Regions from separate parts of the Callithrix jacchus genome. Here region 1 is linked to region 2. A link is a contact called in public Hi-C data. All regions are on one chromosome and are shown on one strand. Each heading gives the region's core, a stretch centred on a gene start, on an enhancer-like site or on the middle of the called end of the contact. The rest is flanking DNA. Distances are from core to core; before and after follow the strand shown.

Region 1 (5,893 bases), core at 1,767-4,266, 37 kb after region 2:
AGCCTGGCCAACTTGGTGAAACTCTGTCTCTACTAAAAATACAAAAAAAAAAGTCCAGACCTGGTGGCTCACGCCTATAATCCCAGCACTTTGGGAGGCCGAGGCAGGCGGAGCACCTGAGGTCAGGAGTTTGAGACCAACATGGAGAAACCCTGTCTCTACTAAAAATACAAAATAGCTGGGCCTGGTGGCTGCGCCTGTAGTTCCAGCTACTTAAGAGGCTGTGGCAGGAGAATCGCTTGAACCTGAGAGGCTGAGGTTGCAGTGAGCCGAGGTCGTGCCATTGCACTCCAGCCTGGGCAACAAGACTGAGACTCCATCTCAAAACAACAACAATGACAAAAACCAAAACACAAAACACCACCTGACTGGGTAAAAGCCACTGCTTTATTTTCTTGAGCCACCCTGGATGCAGCCACTCACTGGATGCCACCTCTCAGGGGGTCCTTTGCTTCTTCCTCTTGCAGCATAAACTGAAGGCATGTTTCACAATTTCTGTTACTGATTTCATTGCTCCACTCTGCTTCTGACACTTACTGTTTTCTTTGTCCTCTGGGAAGTCTAGGGTTGGAGCCAGGAGCTTGGCTGGCAGTTGGGAGGAGGGAAGGGAGGGAGCAGCCTTGGCTGCGGCTGGAGGGGCGGCCAGTGCCTGGTCCCAGCTGCCTGGCTAAGTGAACCCCTGTCCTGTCCCCTGGCAGATGTCGGCGGTGCTCCAGCACTCTGCTCCCTGGGGCTTACAAGAATGGGCCCGAGGAGGGCACCTTTGTATGTGCAGAACACTGTGCCAGGCTGGGCCCAGGGGTGCGGTCGGGGACCAGGCCTGGGTCCTTCCCACAGCCAAAGCAGCAGCACCAGCAGCAACTCGAGGAAGATGCCAAGGATCCTCCAGGAGGCAGCCCCAGCTCCAGTGCACCTGCAGGGGCTGAGGCAGATGGACCCAAGACCAGCCCTGACTCCCGGCCCCAGATCCCTACCAAGCCCCGGGTTTCTGGCAAACCTCAGGAGCTGGCCAGCCCCCCTGCTGGCCGCCCCACACCCGCCCCCAGGAAGGCCTCTGAGAGCACAGCCCCAGCACCCCCCACGCCCCGGCCCCGCTCCAGTCTGCAGCAGGAGAACCCGGTGGAGCAGGCCAGCAGCAGCAGCCTGATGAATGGTGAGCAGGGTCCAGTCGGGGCAGGGTGCGCTTGGTGACAGTGCACGATCTGTTGAAAAGTCTGCCGGTCTGGGAGTGTTTGTGGGCCCCTCTCCGTCTGTGCTGCTAATGTACTGTGCTGTTCTGGGCCTCCCTGTGTCTCTGAGATTATTATTATTATTATTGTTATTTATTGAGACTGAGTTTTGCTCTTGTCCAGGCTGGAGTGCAATGATGCGATCTTGGCTCACTGCAACCTCTGCCCCCCAGGTTCAAGCAATTCTCCTGCCTCAGCCTCCTGAGTAGCTGGGATTACAGGCATGCACCATCACATCTGGCTGATTTTGTATTTTTTTTTTTTTTTTTTTTTTTTTTTTTAGTAGAGACAGGATTTTTTCATGTTGGTCAGGTTGGTCTTGAACTCCTGACTTCAGGTGATCGCCCGCCTTGGCCTCCTAAAGTGCTGGGATTACAGGCATGAGCCACTGCAGTCGGGGTCCTTACTTTTTTTTTTTTTTGAGATGGAGTCTCTCTGTCATCCAAGCTGGAGTACAATGGCATGATCTTGGTTCACTGCAACCTCCACCTCCCAGGTTCAAGCAATTCTCCTGCCTCAGCCTCTGGATTAGCTGGGACTACAGGTGCATGCCACCATTCCTGGCTAATCTTTCTATTTTTTTGGTAGAGATGGGTTTTCGCCACATTGGCCAAGCTGGTCAGGTCCTGACCTCAGGTGATCCACTGTCTCGGCCTCCCAAAGTGCTGGGATTACAGGTGCGAACCACCACACCCAGCCTGTTTCTGAGGTTATTAGTGGCTGCCACAAATGCTGAGTTCCTGCGGCCTCGCCGTGCTCTGTTCTCCATGCTGGGACGGTGCAAACAAAACACAGCCAGGCCCCCACCCCTGCACTGCCTCCCTCTGCATGCCTTTATGTGTGCTCTTTTGCATCTTTCTGGGGGCTTTAGTTTCAGAGTGTATAGGAAGTGCCACTCCGCATGTACCTGTGTGTCCCTGAGGTCTCTGGGACTTTGCACATTGGTGCAAAGTGTGTCCTGGCCCATCCACAGGCACACTGCAGGTGACCTCCATGCCCAGCCTCTATGCTTGTCCTGCAAGAGGAGAACTCAGGGGCTTGGGGGAGAGCAGAGGGGTCAGGTGCGCCCCTGAGCCAGTGTGAGCTCCAGTGGAAACCCCTGGCCCATTCTGTGGATGCATTCTCCCCCAACCCCACATTGTGGAATGCTCCCAGACGACCTGCCCGGGTTTCCATGAGCTTGTAGGATTGAGACTCCTTGTAACCCGAGGTGTTCTGGGCAGCACTTATCATTCTGTTAGAGAAGGCACTGGCCACGGGGAAACTCCCACGGTCACCCTGTGCCTTGCACCAGAACATTCTGTATGTTAGCTCTTGTGGAGGCTGGATCTGAGCTGGGGACACAGACTGTTCAGGCCTATTTGTGCCTTCAGGGTGCTCCTAGCATCAAGTTGGAGACAGGCACGGACACGGGGGTTTCAGTAGAGTGTGGAAGTCTTGTTAAGAGGGAAGGAGGGGAGCAGGGGCTGTTGTGGGATTCACGGAGGACACTTGGGAGTCAGGGGCTGCCAGGCGGAGGTGGCTCCTGGGCTGAGTCGAGATGATGTTTCCTGCCCACATTGGGGAGGTGGCTGAGGGGATTTGGATTTCCTCTTCTCAAATGAAATATAAATGGCCTGGCCTTGACCCCTGACTGTTCTCAGTCATGGTGCTTATCTAGTCTCCATGGGCTGGGCTGGGAGGTGCTAGGGTGCAGGAGGAAGGTGGGGCATTCCTGGGGCAGTAGGTGCTGTGGCTGGCTCCCTGGGTGCCCACCTCCTCCTACCCATGAAGGCCTGGCTCACTCTCCTTTCCCATCTAGGAAGACTGCACGAACCACCTATCCCCAAGCCAAGGGGGACACCGAAGCCATCCGAGGGGTATGTCAATCCCTGAAAGGCTTTCCTGCTTTGGAGGCCCTGGTGGTTGTAATTGGGGTACTCTGGGGCCTGGTTCAGGGAGAGGCTTCCTGTGGATGGGCAGGGTGGGGCTCAGGAGGGGAAGGAGAGCTGGGCCCACAGCCCTCTCTACTGAGGCTTACCCCAGGATTCCTGGCTAATCTTTCCATTTTAATCAGCTCCTTCTCAGGTCCCTGCTCCTGTAGGCAGTGCCGGGTGCAAGCAGCCACCTCTGGGATCTGTCTCCTCTCCAGGTTCCTTTGCCCTGTAATGTGGGAGGCCGAGGCTCGATTATAGAGTTGATTTGAGGCTTAGCAGCAGAGTATAGAAAGACCTGGAAAAGGCCAGATGCGGTGGCTAATGCCTAATGCCAGCACTTTGGGAGCTCAGGGCAGGCGGATCACCTGAGGTCAGGAGTTTGAGACCAGCACGACCAACATGGAGAAACCCTGTCTCTACTAAAAATGCAAAATTAGCCGGGCGTGGTAGCGGGCTACTCAGGAGGCTGAGGCAGGAGAATTGCTTGAACCTGGGAGGCTGAGGTTGCGATGAGATCGCGGCATTACACTCCAGCCTGGGCAACAAGAGGGAAACTCCATTTCAAAAAAAAAAAGGAAGAAAGACCTGGAAAAGCTCAGCTGTTGTACCTGTCCCTCCGGTCCTGCACACAGGAGGACTCTGCTTCACGGGAGGACATCTACTTCACCTATTATTTGGGGGCCATGCTTCCCCCATGTGGTCGATCTGTAGAGAGTGAGGTGGGCCATGTTTGTGCCGGTCGCTAATGTTTACTGGTTTACTGATTCCCTGGCACTCAGCAGATGCCCCACCACCCTGCCCAGTGCTGGACTCAGTAGCTCACTGCCTTCTTACACTGACCCTGTGAGACAAGGATTATTATCCACCCCTTTGAGCGGAAGGGGAGACTGATACAGAGAGAGGACAGGTGACTTTCCCAGGTTATATGGGTTGTAGATGGCAGAGCCCCTTGGCGATCCTTTCCTGGGCTGGGTTAACAGCGGCTCTGTGACTTGAAGGTCTACCTTCTCTGGGCCTCAAGGGCTGTGACTGAACAGTCCATTTCAGACTGGCCCCGTGGGGCTGGGGGTGGAAGAAGGGAAATGGCCGTTTCTCACCCACCTCCTTTGAAGTGGACTCAAAACTGTCCAGAGAGAGAAGGAAGCTGACCCCTTGCTTCTGTTAATGGTTTCTGCTGCCTCCTGCCTCCCCGCAGGACACCAGCCCCCAGGAAGGACCCCCCTTGGATCACACTGGTGCAGGCAGAACCAAAGAAGAAACCAGCCCCACTTCCCCCAAGCAGCAGCCCTGGGCCACCAAGCCAGGACAGCAGGCAGGTGGAGAACGGAGGCACCGAGGAGGTGGCCCAGCCCAGCCCGGCGGCCAGCCTGGAGCCCAAACCCTATAACCCCTTTGAGGATGAGGAGAACGCAGAGGAAGAGGCTCCAGCTGCACCCGACCTGGCTACCAGCCCTGCCCTGGCCCACCCAGAGTCCACACCCAAGTCTCTACACCCCTGGTACGGCATCACACCTACCAGCAGCCCCAAGACAAAGAAGCGCCCTGCGCCCCGCGCTCCCAGTGCATCCCCACTGGGTGAGTGCCTTTCCTGCAGCTCTCCTGACAGTCGGAACTCGGAGCGGAAGGGTGGCAGGTTAGCCCAGGCCTGGGGAGGGGTCTGGTGAGGCAGAGCCTCCCAGGGCAGGCACCACATGTTTCATAGGTGTCCTCATTTAATCCCAGAGCAAACCTGTGAGGAGGTATTGTCACCCCCACTTTGCAGGTGAGGAGACTGAGGCACAGAGAGGCTAAGTAGTTTTAGTAGTTTGCCTACTTAAGTTTAAGTAAAGCCTCTCGGTGCTTAAGTGGTAGAGGCAGCACTTGAACCCAGGGAGTCCGGCCAGAGTCTCTCTTCACCCTTCCTGACATGCTCATTAAACGTGCTGTCCAGTGATGTGCTCAGTGCAGCAAGAGGCTCACAGAGGCCAGGTGCGGTGGCTCAAGCCTGTAATCCCAGCACTTTGGGAGGCCAAGGCGGGTGGATCACAAGGTCAAGAGATCACAAGGTCAACATGGTGAAGCCCTGTCTCTACTAAAAATACAAAAAATTAGCCGGGCATGGTGGTGCTTGCCTGTAATCCCAGCTACTCAGGAGGCTGAGGCAGGAGAATTGCCTGAACCCAGGAGGCGGAGGTTGCGGTGAGCCGAGATCGCGCCATTGCACTCCAGCCTGGGTAACAAGAGTGAAACTCCGTCTCAAAAAAAAAAAAAAGAGACTCACAGAAAGCACAAGGGAGGGGTTTGCTCTAATCCTGCCCAATGCTGTCACTGTCACTGTGGTTGCCAGGTGACTTGGGCTCTCACCTGGGCGTGTGTGATCAGGTGTAATGCTCTGAGCTGGTCCTTCCCTGAGTCTGTCTGCAGTCCCCCATGTGACGTGGTGGCTCAGCTCCAGGCTGCTGGGCCTCCTCTGGCCAGATCTTCCCCACTCACCCAGGCATGCTGGAGTTTTTGGCCCTCACCTTCACCTCGGCTGGGTCTGGCCACCTCTCAGAGCTCCGTGGGACCCCCTCAGACAGTGGGGCAAGAGCATACCAGAACTGGCAGAGGCAGGTGCTCAGTCCTGGGACCCAGCTGAGCCTGTCTGAGTGGAGGCAGTGGGCAGCTTCGGGGCACAGCAGGGGAGCATGGGCTCTGGAGTCAGATGCAGTGCTTTTAATCCCAGCCCTTGCTGGGGCGAGCGCCCTCTCCTCTCTGAGCCTGTTCCCT
Region 2 (5,584 bases), core at 1,021-3,520:
TGCAATGGCATGATCTCAGCTCACTGCAACCTCTGCCTCCCGGCTTCAAGCAATTCTCCCACCTCAGCCTCCCGGGTACCTGGAATTACAGGCACATGCCACCATACCCAGCTAATTTTTATATTTTTGGTAGAGACCAGGTTTTACCATGTTGGTCAGGCTGGTCTCCAACTTCTGGCCTCAATGATCCGGACCGCCTCAGCCTCCTAAAGTGCTGGGTTGACAGGCATGAGCCACTATGCCAGGCCTTTTTAAATTTTTTATTTCTGTTTTCAGAAAGCCTACTGCCCTTCAGCCTGGGCAGCAGAGCAAGACCCTGCCAAAAAGAAAAAGAGGCTGGGCGCAGTGGCTCATGTCTCTAATCCCAGCACTTTGGGAGGCCAAGGCAGGCCGATCACTTAAGATCAGGAGTTCAAGACCAGCCTGGTCACGTGGTAAAACCTCGTTTCTACTAAAAATACAAAAATTAGCTGGGCGTGGTGGCTCGTGCCTGTAATTCCAGGTACATGGGAGACCGAGGCAGGAGAATCACTTGAACCCAGGAGGTGGAGGTTGCAGTGAGCAGAGATGGTGCCACTGCAAAAGAAAGCCTGAGGTTGGCCCTTTAAATTTTCAAGCTACTGGCTGACTGCTTGGGGTTTGGGGAATGGGGTTGGGCCTGTAGGAACTGCTGCATCAGCCTTCTCCAGAGCATCTCTTTCCAAGATCTCCCTCTGCGGGTGGCCAGCTCTCCTCTCCCTCCCTGGTATTTCCTAATATGGGTGGATTCACTGCCTGCTCTTGCCCATCCCTCCCCACTTGGCATTGTTTTCCAACTTAGACAGGTCTGGCTAGTTCCTGCAGCCTGGAGGACAGGAAGCTCTGTTTTGCATTACTTGGTGCATTCCTTATCTTGCCCTAGGAGAGGCCTTGTGGGTCAGGCCAGACACTGTAAGGGTGTAGGTAGCTGTGGCCATTGCTAGGGCTGCTGTGTCCTGGTGCTTTGAGTTCTCCAGCAGAGGTCAGGCTCTTCCTGCAGGATCTTGACAGCCCTGCTGCTCTTTTTACTTTCTGGCTGTTGAGATCACATCTGTCAGGGGGGTGGGCTGGGGGTGTCTTCTAATAAGGATCCTGTTCCTTGTGAAAGGAGAAAGCTTCTGGTATTTCCCCTAACTGAATTAGTAACTTGAAAAGTCTGGCCACTCCGAATCCTTTTTCTGTCAGATGGGTAGAGCGGTGTTGGGTATGGGTTTGTTGCATGTGAAGGGCAGGTAAAAGAACAATCTGCGTGAACTGTGCCAGGGCCGTATGAATGTCATGGCTTTTCCCACACACGGTGGACACCCACATCAGAGACGGCCTTTCTTGGCTTCAGAGGAGCAGCTGGGAATCTGACCTAGTGATCATACACACTGTGGGAAAGGCGTTGGGGAAATCCCTGTATGTAACTTTGCTTTTCTTTCTCTTCTAGCTTAATCGAACCCTGAAGAAGATGGGACAGAGACCCTGACGACATTTACACACATCATTCAGGAGCCTGTTTTGATATATTTTAGGCAGGAAGTGTTTTTGCTGATCTGTGAAACCTTCACTTAGATCAGCCATCAGCCTGTCAACTCAGTTAACAAATTTAGGACCGAAGTGTTTCACGTGGGTCTCAGTAAAGGATCTCTGGAGCCAGATGTGTCATCTCATTATTGTAGGGAAGACTCTGTGGGTCGTGGCAGTAATACATCGTTTCCCGGGTGTCCTGATGCTTTCAGGATGCCTCGGTTACTAGTGTTTAGATTGAATTCTTTTTTTTCTTTTTTTGAGATGGAGTCTCACTCTGTCTCCCAGGCTGCAGCACAGTGAGTGGTGTGATCTCAGCTCACTGCAACCTCCACCTCCCAAGTTCAAGCAATTCTCCTGCCTTAAATACCTGGGATTACAGCTGTGTGCCACCCCACTCAGCTAATTTTTTTATTTTCAGTAGAGATAGGTTTTAACTTGTTGGCCAGGCTGGTCTCAAACTCCTGACCTCAAGTGATTTGCCCACCTTGGCCTGAAGTGCTGGGATTACAGGTGGGATTATAGGCATGAGTCACTGTGCCCGGCCCCAAAGGAATTTTTTAAAAGCCTCTAGTTGTAAGTCCAGACATTTGTAAAGCTCTTGGTATCTTTCCGAGCTAGCCTTCCTGTCTTGCCTTGTTGGAGCCAATTGAGTGGCCCAGTGCCAACCAGGGCTCCTTAACCACCACTGCCTGACTACCACATGGTTCCCTGGTGTAGGGAGGGTGCTGTGCACTGATTCCTCCTAAAGAATGTTCGTGCTTTGTCCCCCATACCCTGATGTTTGGCGATGGTGGCTTAGAGGAACTCAGACTCAACTGGGCAGCCCCCGGGTTAACGTGTTTGAAATTCAGTGCCAGAGCTTCGTGGTTCGTGTGATAGTTCTCTGTCATCAAAAGTTTTGCCAGGTCAAAATGTGCGTGTCTGACATGGCCTCTTGGCACTCTTCTTGCTGTGAGACGGGCCAGTGCAGGAGCCCGGGTCACACAGACCCAGTGTGTATGAGTGCCTGGCTTGAGGCCATCTCCCAGCAGCCTGGTCCAGGCTCAGCAGCAGTGTGGGGCAGCCAGCAACTCCTGTGAGGGGGCAGGCACAGCTGGACTCTGCCTGGCACCGCTTGCGGAATGCACAGCGCTCATCATCTGTGGCCAGCTCAGGACTTTTATTCCATTAGTGCAGAAGAACCGGGTTTATGATCCTCCCATGCTAAGGAGAGCAAGGGCTTTGTTACCAGGGAATGGGGAGCTCTGGGTGGTACCGGTTTCCAGAAGTTTCTGCACCAGCAAGAGAAGGGAGCAGCAAAGTGTGTGGGCTTGGACTTCTCGAACCGAGGTCTGAGTCCCGACTGCCACATACCAGCTGAACCAAGTTATGTAATCCTCAGTGCCTCACCTTCTTATCTCAAGTGGGGTTAGCACCTACCTCAGAATTGTTCTATGCACCAAATTCAGTAAAATTCACATGAACCTGGCGGTACTGTGTGATAAAGGGAGGAAGGCCTTAGCAAAACTCCAGAGAGGGCCTGTGTAGACAGTGTGGAGGCCCATTCACATAGGTCAAGGCCCTTGTCTAGAGCAGCCAGCCACAGAGGAGCTGGGCCCCATGCACAGTGGCTGCAGCAGGCATGAGGGGAGAATTCGAGAGATTGGGAGGCTGCAGAGGACAGGACCTGGATGTGGCAATTGAGTGGATGTAGAAGCTTCAGGGAAGGGAAATGCCCAGTTCTGAGGCTCTGTGAGATGGGGGTGGTTGCTGGAGCAGGTTGGGACTGGAGGAGGTAAGTGCAAGTGGGTAGGGAACAGGAGTTGAGTGTGTGTGTTTCATGTTTTTTTTTTTTTTTTTGAGACCAAATTTTGCTCTTGTTGCTCAGGCTGGAGTGCAGTGGCCTGATCTGGGCTCACCATAACCTCCGCCTCCCAAGGTTGAGCAGTTCTCTTGCCTCACCTTCCCAAGTAGCTGGGATTACAGGCATGCACCACCACGCCCAGCTAATTTTGTATTTTTAGTAGAGACAGGGTTTCTTCGTGTTGGTCAGGCTTGTCTCGAACTCCCAACCTCAGGTGATCCATCCGCCTCAGACTCCCAAAGTGCTGGGGTTACGGGCATGAGCTACTGCTCCTGGCCGGGAACAGGAGTTTAAGGAGCCTGTGGGACATCCAGGTGGAGGTGCCCAGGGCCTAACAATTTGGGCAGAGGCAATAAACAGCTGGGGCTGGAATCCTGGTCTCCAGGCACCCAAGCTAGAGCCCTTCTTCCTCACACAACCTCCTCCTGGTGGGCTTCACACACATCTTTCCACACAGTCCCCCCTCTGCTGCGTGTTTCTCCCACACTAGGCTGTGAGCCCAAGATGGTGGGGGACACTTTTCCTTCTATTACGGCCTTGATGGCCTCGTCTGGGAAGTGAGGCAGTGGGACTAGCTGCTGTTGGGGTTGCAGCCTTGCAATCTAGAATTCTGAGTGACATCCTAAGCATCTAAACGGGCCAGGAGCTCTGTGAGGACCCAAGGAAAGAGGCAGCACTTGGGAGCTATGACCCTTTTGGTTAACTTATTCCACTGAATGAATGGTGAATGCAAGAGGAAGGAAGTTAATAAGGATTGAATGCAACAATATCAGTATAGGAATAAGGCTGGAGCGTGCCTTAAATCCTGTCTGGAATGTAGCGGCACAGATGAATGGATGTGCTCTCCAGCCAGCCTTTAGCCAGGGGAAGCCGTGGCTGTGCCCGCGCAGGCTCTTGCCAACAGTGGCCTCTCGTCCCCACCCCCAGCCTGCCCTGCAGACAATATGGTGTGTGCTATGGCTGGGGTCAGGAGCCCGCCTCCGCTGTGGGGGAAGGCCACCAAGAAGAGGCTGAGAGGTAGGCAGGGGAAAGGTCCAAAGCCTGATCAGCAAGTTCCTGAGATTGTCCCGAAGGAGACGGTAGGAGAAGCAGCAATTTGTCTTGGTTCCTGTGGCTCTACATTCCTGTCAAGCCTGCAGCTGAAAACCTGGCTTTTCTTTATTTCTGGCCCCACCCCGCCCCTATCCAGCCACTTGATTAAGATCAAGTTACCTCCTTCATGCCCTCATCCCACCCCTACTTTTTTTCCTGGAGCCAGTGGATCCTGGGAGGGTGGACTTCACTCTATAGTCATGGTTGGGAAGTGGAAGGAGTCTAGATTCAATCCCTGACGCTGACCCTTAAAACTGGAAAATTCCAGCAGGGCGTGGTGGCTCACGCCTGTAATCCCAGCACTTTAGGAGGCCAAGGTGGGCAGATCACCTGTGGTTGGGAGTTCGAGACCAGCCTGACCAACATGGAGAAACCCCATCTCTCCTAAAATACAAAATTAGCTGGGCGTGGTGGCGCATGCCTGTAATTCCAGCTACTCGGGAGGCTGAGGCAGGAGAATCTCTTGAACCTGGGAGGCGGAGGTTGCAGTGAGCCAAGATCGTGCCACTGCACTCCAGCCCGGGCAACAAGAGCAAAACTCCGTCTCAAAAACAAATAAAAAAAGGAAAATTCCAGGCACTTGGCTTAACTTCTCTGAGCCTCTGCTTCCTCGTCAGTCAAATGAGGAGAGTAATTCTCCCCTACCTGGGCCTTTCTAAGTGTCAGCATAGGCCCAGCACAGTGGCTCATGGCTGTAATCCCAACGCCTTGGGAGACTGAGGTAGGAGGATCACTTAGGCCTAGGAGTTTGAGACCAACCTGGGCAAGATAACAAGACCCCATCTCTGCAAATAGGTAAAATTAACCAGACATGGTGGTGCGTGCCTGTAGTCCTAGCCACTTGGGAATCTAAAGTGGGAGGATTGCTTGAGCCGAGTTCAAAGTTATAGTGAGGTATGATCACACCACTGTACTCCAGCCTGAGCAACAGAGCAAGACCCTGTCTCTAAATCCAAGCATATCGAACTCGGGTATAAGTGTTGGGATGACTCATATCCGTCCCGAGTGTATTGTATCGCCCAGGGTTGAGTTGTGCTCTGTCTAACCCCTGCTCTATTTAGAGGAAAGAGCAGCTCACTCCTAGAACTTCACAAGTGTCACTTGCTAACAGGAAGA

The links. A called contact is a pair of places that touch in the nucleus more often than the background predicts.
Region 1: a contact with region 2 is called in a Hi-C map of induced pluripotent stem cells, with 2.5 times the contacts expected there. The contact joins two enhancer-like sites. A contact is called at or near these places in 3 of 3 Hi-C or Micro-C datasets (induced pluripotent stem cells and skeletal muscle).

Annotation. Positions count from the first base shown.
Region 1 is chr1:208,927,790-208,933,682 of calJac240_pri, forward strand. MICALL1 (MICAL like 1) reads left to right here. Exons shown (of 16, transcript XM_078340338.1): 6 at 699-1,153; 7 at 3,031-3,088; 8 at 4,341-4,720. Among named protein-coding and RNA genes, the nearest start is that of MICALL1, 21 kb to the left of the region's middle. Within about 2 kb of position 3,017, at least 2 of the 16 cell types and tissues checked have an H3K27ac peak or open chromatin away from gene starts, as enhancers often do.
Region 2 is chr1:208,891,826-208,897,409 of calJac240_pri, forward strand. It overlaps EIF3L (eukaryotic translation initiation factor 3 subunit L), which reads left to right. Exons shown (of 13, transcript XM_002743761.6): 13 at 1,451-1,659. The coding sequence ends at 1,489. Among named protein-coding and RNA genes, the nearest start is that of MICALL1, 15 kb to the right of the region's middle. Within about 2 kb of position 2,271, at least 4 of the 16 cell types and tissues checked have an H3K27ac peak or open chromatin away from gene starts, as enhancers often do.